Linked DNA regions of Rattus norvegicus: region 2 is linked to region 1. A link is a contact called in public Hi-C data. All regions are on one chromosome and are shown on one strand. The core of a region is the stretch at or near the end of the contact, and the rest is flanking DNA. Distances in the headings are between cores, read along the strand shown. Region 1 holds the start of Tnik (TRAF2 and NCK interacting kinase). Region 2 overlaps Tnik (TRAF2 and NCK interacting kinase).

The links. A called contact is a pair of places that touch in the nucleus more often than the background predicts.
Region 2: a Hi-C map of psoas muscle shows a contact between it and region 1, with 1.7 times the contacts expected there. The contact joins the enhancer-like site here to the promoter of Tnik in region 1. A contact is called at or near these places in 2 of 12 Hi-C or Micro-C datasets (frontal cortex and psoas muscle).

The regions. Positions count from the first base shown.
Region 1 is chr2:113,109,422-113,115,190 of GRCr8, forward strand. Tnik (TRAF2 and NCK interacting kinase) reads left to right here and starts at 3,516. Exons shown (of 31, transcript NM_001106422.1): 1 at 3,516-3,939. The coding sequence starts at 3,883.
Region 2 is chr2:113,372,036-113,377,804 of GRCr8, forward strand. The region is part of intron 4 of Tnik (TRAF2 and NCK interacting kinase); the gene reads left to right. Among named protein-coding and RNA genes, the nearest start is that of Slc2a2, 170 kb to the right of the region's middle. Within about 2 kb of position 2,421, at least 22 of the 93 cell types and tissues checked have an H3K27ac peak or open chromatin away from gene starts, as enhancers often do.

The DNA.
Region 1 (5,769 bases), core at 2,266-4,765:
GGGGCTGGGCAGCGTGGGGGGGCACACTGACCAGCCAGGACAGGGAGGGCTGGCCCCAGCTGGGTTCTTATGCTGGGCCACCCACCTGCCCAGGTTGTCCCACTGTGGTCCTGGGCAGTGAACCTCACACAGCCCAGAGTTGGGGATCTAGGTTCAGGCTAGGCCGGTGTGGCCCAACAATCTACAATCACCTTTTCTATGCTCCTGAGTCCAGGCATGCAATGGGAAGAGGGGACTTGCAGGGAGGCCAGCAGCAGCCTCTGCCAATGGCAGCCTCCTGATAAGGTAGGTGTCACACACAGGCTTTTCCTGAACAAGGAACCTGTCACTGTGGGAGATCTAGAAGTCTGAGGAGACAAGGGCCTTCTCTCACCAGTGGCAAGAGGGCAGGACAGCAGAGGTCTGTCCCTCTGTGGCATGGGAGCTGTGATAGGAAAGTTCATCTACTTGCTATTTTCTCTTTTTCCGGCCAATTCACATCATGTATCTAAAATAATCTTAGTTGCTGACCTCTTGGCCTACACTTCCTGTCTGCCCTTGTGAAAGCTGGGGTTCCATGTTACCTGGGCTGTTCTTTAAGAAACGCAGAGCCTGAACAAAGCAACAGCCAACCAACATGTGATGGTAGAGTCTTCTCTTCCGTTACGTTGACGTGAATGCTCTTCTTTCTATAGGAGGGGGTCTATCTAGTACAGTGGGGTACTCACCAGAGAAGACTGCCCAGACACAGGTTTAAGCCAGAACAAAGTGTTTATTAGTCAGCCAGCAACTATGCTGGGATCCCAGTGTAGCCCACAGCCTTTCTCAGGGTGAGTTTTTAAGCACAAAACCCATGTCCTGGGTTGGACATACTACAGTTAACAGGAACAGTTAGCCAGGAGCAGAACCACAGAAGCCAAAAGGCAATGCTAGTGCTTTTTAGAGACTTTCCTAGAACTGCAGACTTTGATGGATTAGGCCTATGTTTTAGTTTTAGCAGATGGCGCGGTCTACATGCTAACTTTTACAGCTGAATGGTACTTCTATCATGGAGTCAGTGGTGCTAAGGTCTTGGTGCCTACTAAGGCCTGGGGCCCTATTATGTTCAGACTGCTTTTTTTTTTTTTTAATAGTAGGTTTTTTTTTTTTATAGTAGTGGCTTACATTTTCTTTTAAATTAAACAAAATGGAAGAGCTGTTGATAAGAACACAGACAGTATTCAGACAGGGAAAGAAATCAGAACGTCTGATGGAGTAGCTGAAATCTGATAGGCACTTGGCCTAAAGAAGAGAGTTTGATGTTCCTGGATAGGGCATGCAAGGTTCTGGCTGATCTGCCCTCAGCCCTCTCCTGGTCCTAAGATTTCCCACCCTTAGCCTGCCACTGCTTTCTCCCCCTTCCCCCCTCACTACCCAGAGTGCACTTTGCTGATCCCTATTTGAGGCTACATCCATCCTTACTGTCTTGGAGGCAGGGCTTCCTCAGAAGTAACCACAGTGCTGTGTACTATTCTGAACCAATCGTAAACTCCAAGGTAGAACCTTGAGACAGTTATTAGGTTCAGGGGAAAAGTTCTTTTTGTGGTTTCACATAAGTCTGTACTACTTTTCTATGAGAGTGTTTATCTCTTAGTTTCAAGTTTGAAGCTTCAGAAGTAGCCCAGCTTATGAATTCCAATACTCTAATTTGAAATTACTTTCTCTCACCTTGAGACATAGGTTAACCTGCTGTCTAGAGGAAGGGTGAGTTTAAAAAAAGAAAAAAGATGACATACAAGGGAAACAGTAGTGGAGGGAAAGATGGCTTCTATGTGGTCCCTTCATGGTGGCTTATGGTTCAGCACTTATTAATGAGCGGAATGACTTCAGTGGGGGAATCCAAAGACAAATGGAGCCTTTAAAATATTTTTTAAAACATTTAAAGCTACTTTGCCTTAAAGGCAAAAGCTCCCAACCCATTACTGACATTTGTTTGTTGTCGGAACAGCATTCTAGTTTATTGGTGGGGTTTAGAGAGCACTTGATTGGCCACACTGAGTCCAGGACTAAACAGTCCGGCTAGCACTAACTTCGTTAGCGTTCGTCTGTTCATTCATTCATTTAACTTGTTCTGAAGCTCATAATTAGTTTACACTTCATGACTTAAAAAAAAAATGTAGCACCAGCCCAGGTGTTGGTGTACGCATGCAGTCTGAGGACTTGGGAGGTACCGACAGAACGATGAGGAGTTCAAGGCCTTCCTCAGCTCCACTGTTAAGCAAAGACACCTGAAAGTACCTAAGGTCTGTCTCATAACCAAACCAAGCTAACCAACCAATAATATAAATCAAAAGAACCTTTACTCCCCCCAAAAGAAAACAAAACAGAAAGTCAAGAAAAAAACCAAACCCAATGCGCTTGGCCTCTTTTTTCAGCAGTTGTGAGAGGAACACTCTCGGAACTATTCATGAGTTGCAGTGAGTGTAGAGTTGAGTATAAATGTTTTCTTCCGATTTGTTTTGTGTGGCCAAACTAGGAGAGAGGAAGGGCCGCCCGGGGGTTGTGGGAAGTGACTACACTTTTGATAAAGAAAGTCCGGTTACCACTGCAAACACCCAGCTTTTGAGTGAGAAAACGAGCGAAGTCAAATAGCTCGTGGGTCACTGCTCACTATCCCGGAGCCAAACTTTCTCCATCTATCAGGGTAGGTCAGGGGCGGAAAAGCCGCAGCGGAGGAAACGTGGAGTTCAGCACTATATTGCCCAATTAATGTCGGCCTGGGAGTCACCTGAAGCCTTCGAGCTACTGCACCCAGGGAGAAAGCCTCTCTTTTCAATTCGGTCATTTCCGTGGGGAATTGCGGCACGCGCAGGTCTTGGGTGTGGCGATGTCGAGACAGAGCTCACATCTCTCGGATTTCCAGCTTCTAGCTAATCTACCCAGCTGGGAGAACCACAGATGACTCTGGCCTGCCTTCCTACAACCCAGGGGCCGCGAATGACCGTGACCCGGTGACCACTGCCCAGCACCAAAGCCAGGCTGCCGGCTCAGCGCGTGTGAGAGTCTCCCCAACTCGCTCTGCGCGGGGAGGCGGATCCCCTTCCCTGCGCACAAGTCCTTATATGCACCGGTTGCACCGGCCCGCCTTTACTCCAGCCCCACAAATAATTAATGGGGGAGGGAAGACGCTGCTGCCTCCCCCCACCCCCCGCTGCCTCTCCCCACCACCCTTTTCAGAACGCAGTCAAGAAACCCCAAGATACGATCTTAGAGCCATTTTGGTGCAGTGCACAAATTGGACATAATAAAAATAGCTTTCAGGTTTCTGCACAGAGAGGTTCGAGCACGGCTCTTTAGATTCAGCACTATTAACCCACGAAAGCTGGGGCGGAAAGGGTGCGTACCCCTCCCCCACCCTGGCTAGTGGCGGAGGGACCCGGTCAGGAAGCGCGGCCTCTCCCCAGTCGGAGACCACGCCTCCACCCCCCCCACTCCTCCCAGGAAGCGGTGATAGACAGTTCTGTGTGGTTCTCCACCCCCACCCCCCCAGCTGAGTGGAGGAGTTGATATGTCTCATTATAACAGCCAATGCAGCCGCCATCCACGCACAAGCAAAGAAGCATGTCCCATTTAAATACACCCACGCAGCCCCAGCGCCCTTAGCCGATCAGGGCGCGCAGCCCACACGCACCGCGGCTCCGGGCTTGGAGATCCGCGCAGGTCGGGCTCCGGGATCCCGCGGATCGACGCTCTCGGAAGATCGGGATCGGACTCTTGTTGGGGCCCGGGTGGGCGGGGGAGGCTGGGCCCCGGGCCTCTCTGGCGGACAGCCGCATGAGGACGCGAGCGAAATAGACCAGGGTGGAATTGCCAAGGAAGACGCTTCGGGGTGGTTTTGGTCCATTTCTCCCGCGAAGAGTCGACATGGCGAGCGACTCCCCAGCTCGCAGCCTGGATGAAATCGATCTCTCCGCCCTGAGGGTGAGCAGAACGTGTTTTTTCTTTTCTTTCCAATGGTCTGGGGTTGGGAGAGGGAACGTTCCTTGCCTTCCTGTTCTGATTCCGTGGCAGCCTAAGGGTTCTAGGCTGAGACCCTACCCCTACAGCAGGGGCTGGGCTCTCCTTGTGCTCCTTGGCTGCTCCCGAGGCTCCGCAAGGAAGCTGGGGGAGCTTATGTCAGTTTCATCTTCGATCGGTGTAAGAGCATTACATGAAAGGCTGGTGTGTGTGTGTGTGTGTGTGTGTGTGTGTGTGTGTGTGTGTGTGTACACCCGGGCAACTGTCTCCTGCCAAGGCGCGAGACCCGACTGCTCCTTGCTGCAAAAAGATTCTCCTCGAGAAGAAAGGCACTGGCCCTCCACGTTTGCCAGCTACCTGCAAGATGCCATCGTGAGCTAGCTGTCCCCACCAGCGAACCCTGCTACTCCAAGGGAGCAGTAATTGCTGTTCTGGGCTGGTCTTGTAGGTGGTAACTGATTCCCTTCCCGGGTTCTGCCTCCCGTGTTGGGGCTCTGGCTCAGCCAGAGTGCACTCACCTTTATCTGTGGTTTGAACTCAGCCCTGCCTATTCCTTCCCTCGGTGACTGTGACCTTTCAGTTTTATGGCTGAACTTCAGCAGGTGAAAGAGACGTTTCTCCCCACCACACCGGAACTCCCTGGAGAGACTGTGTGTGTGTGTGTGTGTGTGTGTGTGTGTGTGTGTCCAGGGTCTGTGACCAGTCCTTTGTAAAACACATTCCCTTCCCCCAGCCCCAACGCTTTGCCTTTACCTTCTGAAACACCTCAGACATCGTTCCATTGTATTGAATAAGACTTTAGTGATCCAGAATCCATTTTGCTGTTGTTTGAAAATCAGACTGCCAGGAATCCCATTGCAGCCTCGACGCTTCCCCACCCCCACCTCTAATCCCAGCACACTCCTTCGGGGAAGGGGGCCGAGCGTTCTTGCCATTTTAATTAGATGCTGCCTGCCAGGAAGAGGGTGAGGAGGGGTGGTGGCAGTGGCAGCAGCAGCAGCAGCAGCAGCAGCAGCAGGCATCTCAGAAAGATTGGACACCAATTTCAGTTCGACTAGTTTCTTCCTTTCATGAACTAAAAATAAAACAAATAACAGACGAATATACTTGATGCCCGGAGGGTAGGTGAGACCTAAGAGATGGTATCTCGTGTCACCCACTGCCAGTAGGGGTGGGAGTTCAGTGGTCCTCCGGAACACATTGTTGGATTGATGCTAAAATGTTGAGGCCATTTGGTGTCTACCAAAGCTTTTTGTGCCCTTTCCTTTCTCTACAAATATTTGAAGGGGCTAGGTACCTGTCTGATGGAAGTGATACTTTTCTTCCGGCTCCATGAGCCTCTTTTCATCCCTCTCCTTGAATCTTTGCCCCTTTCCTTATCTTTTGGTCCCGAGAGGTGAAGATTCAGACAGACAGCACTCAGGTTGAGGACTGACTGCCCTTTGAAATGGCCTGTTGGGATAGTGAGGCGCCCAAAGCTCATTCATGCATGATTACAGTAAGCTGTTTTCTCTGGTGCCCAAAGGCCACATCCAGAACCAGTGAGTAGCTGAGTGTGGGGGCTGGGAGCAGAGTGGGTGCTTTAAACCAGCGCGGCTTCCTCCTTACCCGCTGTGTGTTGCTCTCAGGCTGCACTTCTGTCTGGGAGTTGCTCTGGTGTGAGTTAATCAGGTGGACCAGACTTGGGCAAGGAGGAGTGGCTAAGAGGTAGAGCCCTGAACAATGAGGCAGGCTGGGCAGGAATCTTAGCATCATTCTCCCTGATGTGATTTTTAAGTTGGGGGTGGGGTGGGG
Region 2 (5,769 bases), core at 1,171-3,670, 260 kb after region 1:
TAGGCATGTATAGAATTCTTAAACAATGAACAGAATATCAGCTTTCAGGGTGACCTGCTGAGGATCACGTTCACAAATATTCAGCCTCCAGGAGCTGAGCCTTTGCAACTGGGCCTTAAAATTCCTCTAAGTCCTGCTATCAAAAAATGAGCCTTCCCCCCTTTAAAAGAAACCCATTTCAACCACTGGTTGTTGTTTTTATTAGCAGAAGACTTCCTTTGTAGACATACACTAAGTTAATCTCATTACTTGAGAGAAGAAATCTCAAACGATGGGGCTTTGTAAATATGGGAGTCTAAGACAGGCAGAAGAATGGCTTCGGGCAGGAGCCTCTGCCTTGGCCTGGGTGCAGTTTTTATGAACTGGGGTAGGGGTTTGCTGACAGGATGGAAACAGGATTTCTTTTTTTATCCCAAGAAATTTTATTTAAAGTGTTTAAACTGCCTTCACATAAGCAAAAGGACGACTTTGTCTATATTTAGAACTGATCGTGAAGCTCCTGGCTCCCATTTTAGATTAACATTGACCTAAAGCCCCTGTTCACACCTCGCTTCTCAGGACCTTCAGCTGTCAACACTTGAAGTCTATGTCTTTTATTTGGTTTTTTGGTTTGGTTTTGGTTTTTCTATTTGGGGTGGGGAGCACTGAATGTGTACACACACACACACCACAACACACACCTACACACAAATGTGTACAGAAGTCAGAGGAGGACATTAGCTATTGTCCTCAGTCTTATTGCCACATTATTATTTTGAAGACAAAGTGTCTTCTCCAAACTCAATGCTCCTTTTGACTAGGCTGCCTGCCTTGTGGTCACCCATGATCCACCTAAATGTCTGTGACCCAGCACTTGGGTTATATCATCACATGCAGCTTAGAGTTTACAAGGGTGTTAGGAATTTGAAGTCATAGCCTCTTGCTTGCCTAGAAAGTACTATTACTTATAATAGTGAGACATTTCCACAGCTTGACTTTCCCTTCTTTTAACCTGACTAAAACCTTACTCCTAATTCCTTTCTGTTTAATGTTTTGAGATACAGAATTATACATCACTATTATTATTATTATTATTTGTGTGTGTGTGTGTGTGTGTGTGTGTGTGTGTGTGTGTGTGTGTGTGTGTGTGTAAAAATCTATGTATCTGTGGTAGGGTATATGTGTAGGCTAGAGGACAGTTTCAAGTACTATTCCACAAGAACCATCCAACTTAAGTTTTGAGACAAGACCTTGGCCTGAAGCTTGTTCATTAAGTTCCAGGGACCTGCCTGTCTCTGTTTTTCCAGCATCCCCTGCCTGTGTAGTTATATGGGTTCCAGAGATCTGGTTCCTCATGTTTGTGGAGAAAGCATTTCCTAGCTGAGCTGTTGCCTCAGCCTACATTTCTTCTAAGTCTTTTGTTAGAATATTTGGAGCTCATATGTATGTGGTGATTCACTCTTACTAAGGAAATTACCCAGGAGTTCTCACATGGCTACTTGTGAAATGTAATGCTGTCACACAGACTCTGCTTGGACATGGATGACTGATACCATGGTCTTGGCCTGTAGGCAAGCTTTGCTTGCTAAAAATACCAGTTGGCTCAGAATACTCAAAATGCCTTTGTTACTAGCAGAGTAAAAGCCTGTCCGCAAGCCTTATCGACAGCCTTTGGGATGCTTGGCAGTCCTTTTATCTTTGCATAACTTATACTTTGTTTGAGAATTCTCAAGTCTAAAAATAATTTTTTTCTTTTTAAACCTCAATACACGCTCATTTAGAGTTGAATACTCGAGGCTGTTGAGGTTGGTTTTGTGTTTCTGTCTGAAGGCATTTCCTATTGTGAGGTTTAAACTACCCCTGGCAAGTGAATCAGCCTTTTCTTACAAAGCTGCTGAATTTTGAGTTTGGTTCACACCTTCATAAATCATGCAGATGGGATCTGTGGTTATTCCCAACCACATAAGATAAAAATACCACATTCCTCCCTGAGGTTTCAAAGCCTCCAAGGTCACTAGGCTGATTCTTTACTGGGCTGGGAGTTCTTGGAAGTTGCTTCTAACCTTGTCTTAGCCTCTTCAGAGGCTTGGTTCATCCTAGGAAGAACTCCAGCCCTTGGCCCTGTTCCCACCTCTTCTGCCTGACCCTCCCATGCCCATTAAAGAGAAAGGATCTACTCACTGTCACCTATTTTTGTGGGTGATTGACTGGTGGATTCCTGTCCAGGCATTCTGCCTTAGGACCTACAGCATTAAAATGCCATCTTGAGACCTTGTTCCTTGTTATAGGAACTTAAAACTGATGAACTAGCAAGGGACTGAATCCTTTAGGGACCTGGGAAATCATCTCAGAATTGACTTTCAGAATCCCCTCAGAAGTCACTGAGTCTGTAAAATGAAACTGTTGTATTTCATGATTCTCTGCCAAGAACTGTGCCTGAGCCTTGTAAAGACTGATGTCAGGACTGACTCATGCTTCTGTCATGTCTAGGGTAGGTGGAGAATAAAGCACAGTCCTGGGGAAATTCATGCATGTGTGTGTGCGTGCATACGTGAGTGTGTGTGTGTGTGTGTGTATGTGTATATATATGTATGTGTGTTTGTATGTGTGTGTGTTGTGTGTGTTTACATGTGTGCATGCATGCATGTATACATGTGTTTGCATACATGTGTGTGCATGTATCTACATATGTGCGTATGTGTTTATATATATACCTGTGTATGTGCACATGAAAGAGAAGAGAGAGACGGAGACAGAGAGAGACAGAGATATATTGGAACCAGAGCTTCCCATGTACTCCAGCACCAAGTAATATCTCTACCCCATCACTGTAAAGAGACAATATTATGTTTCTTAGTAATGTAAGGCAGTTGGCAAAAATCTCTAACGATCGACCATGCGAATCGTGAAATGTGTCAGGACTCAGTTCTTAGAAAACAACCTTTTTCACTTAGACAGACATAGTTATCCAAGTAATCCAAGCATTTTTTTTTATAATCTAGTCACATTAAACCATGCTCTTTTTAGAATACATCCTTCAGGCCCCAAGCCAGTCCCCATCTGCCTAAGCACATTTCTCTCACCACATTCAATTTAGCCTCCTTTCTTTCTTCCCAAGTGGTATGAATCGTTTCTGACCCAGCTGTTCAGATGATACTGGAGAGTTTTAAACCTCAGATTTCTTTCGGTATCCTGTCCAACACTTTCATTACTGTGCACAGACCGAAATGTTGTCTGCAGGGTAGACTGTCTCCTTGTTTTGTGGTACAAACTTGAGCAAAATGACTTGTGCTGTTTATCAGAGGCCTAGAAGCACCTGTGCTCGTTGCCTTTCAAGCCCCTTCTGCCCTGTGTCATTACCATGCAAGTGAAGTCGACCTTTAGGACAGAGTGACCATGCTGTGAGGCAGTAAGCAATATGTATTTGAGGGGTTTAGTTACTGACAGCTTTTCATTTATTAGTGAAACAAATGTTCACCTCAGAGCTGTATGTCTATGCTTCATGTATATGCATGTTAACTTTTGTGCAATGTACCTGCATATGTGTGTGTTAGCACCAGGAGGCAGAAAGTTGACCTCTGGTGTTGTCTGTGTGTGTGTCTGTGTAGGGGGTGTGTGTGTGCGTGTGCGCGCACGTATGCGTGTATGTACAAGTTGGGGCATCTCTTATTCTAACCAATTAGGTCGCCAATTAGGTTAGAATGTTAGGCTACCAAGCTCTGGAGATCTTCCTGTCTCTGCCTGCCCAGTACTACTCTGACAAGTGCAGGTAGCTCTTGCAGTTTTATCTGGGTGCTGTGTGTGGAACTCAGGTCTTTGTGTTTGCATGACAAACACTTCAAACCCAGAGCCATCGTATTCATAACATTTTACCAGAGTGGAGATGGGATGGGCCTGGTTAGGGAATGTGTCCCTGGTGGTTATCTTTATTATCAAGTTGACAGGGTCTTACAGAGGGACTATCTTGTCTGTATGGATTTGGCCCCTGCCAATAAGAATGTGATGGCCTATAGCTTAGGCAAGAAATAGGAGGGGGGCATCAGGAGGTAGAAAGAGGCTGGGATACAGCCAAGTGGGAGATTCACCCTAGAAGAGGTGAGGTCCAGACAGACGCATGGCACTTGAGCTCAGGTAACCAGCCACACGGCAGAATGTCAACTAGAATAAATGGGTTATTTTAAGTTATGATCTAGTTACAGAAAAGCCTAGCTATATGGCCAATAGACATTTTGAGATTGAGTCTTATCTCTGGGAACATGGGACTGGGAAGAAAAAACAGAAGAAACATTTATAGGGTCTAGAATCACCCAAGAGAAAACCCTCTGGCCACGTCTGTGATGTATGATGTAGGTTAGTCTCTGGCTATGTTTGTGAAGGAATATCTGACTATGTCCATTGATCTAGAAGGCTTGTCCACTAGGGTGACACCATTCTATGAGCTGGGGTTCCAGACTGAACAAAAGGGAGAAATCCAGATGAACACAAGCACTCGTCTTCCTGCGCTTCCTGACTATGGATACCATGTAACCAGATGCTTCTGTCTCCCCACACTCCTCCTTACTCAGGGCAATAGGCTATGCCTTTGGGCTGTGACACAACATGCCTTTGTAACAGGTCAAGTAACTGATGCAGCCTCTAAGGTCACGAAGCCACTAAGATGATGTTTTTAAAGTCGGCCTTGAGTACTTAATGAATACTCACTATGGGTAAGGCCAAAGGCCATAGAAATCTCAGTTCTCATAACAGAACTAGGACGAGAGCCGTGTAAAAGATTTTTGTTTACTTTTTCTTTTGTTTGTAAACCACCAAGCTGTTAAGTACCCAGCACATTAAGCTCTATGTGAGTGATGGTGTGTCTCATTGCCTTAGTATAAACTCCCAGAAAACGTTCTTTCCAGGGAGATATTAGTGATCCATTGCATCCTCCGTGTGAGATGTAAAGTTCTTGATTTGCCTCACTCAGCTGGGCTCGGCATGTTGAGCCCTGTGTCTCCTTATTAATGAGATAGGGCTACTTGCGGGGAGGGAAGGTCCCTGCTGTGTGGTGGCAGTAATTATCAGTGTTGTCCTGTGGATGTAGGAACCCATTGCTGGCAAGTTCTGGTTTCTTTCGATTTCTTTCTTTCTTTAGAGTCCCATTACATAATTTAACAATCATTTCGTTCCTCAGTGAGATGAAAAGAATGGAGAGGCCTTCAGCTGCAGTTGAACAGAGGAACAGATTATAGAAATCACTGACATTAGTGCCTGGCTAGAGCCGGCGTGCTTCCGACTGAACATTTGAAAGTATTTTGTCCAATCTAATTTTGAAAGGCTGGAGTTGCTGGCTTCCACTTCTCTCTTTGGGGACCACAATTATGTGGCCTAATAGGACCCAATAGTAGGACATTTTCTCTAAATGACATGAGAGCTGTTGATGCATCCCTGGGAGGTCTAGCCACTATGTCTTTTCCAAAATGTGACTGGAGGTAAGGACACAGACATGCTCGGCTCGTGTGGGAAGATGCTTTCATCATGTGCCCCAGTATGTGTTTTTGGTTCATCCTCCAGGCACTGAAGCATGGTTCTCTACATAGTGGCAATTCCAGGTACACAGGAGTGGACAGAGCCATGTGAGAAGCACTCATGTACCCAACCTAGCCCAGAAAGCCTCCCACCAGTGTCTAATCTCTGCCTCCTACACGATCCTCTGCTTCCTCCACTCAGGCATTGAGACAAATACAACGTTTTTAATAATTCTGCTAAAATACATGTAGTATTAGGTGCCTTCGGTTTTAGCTACTTCTAAAA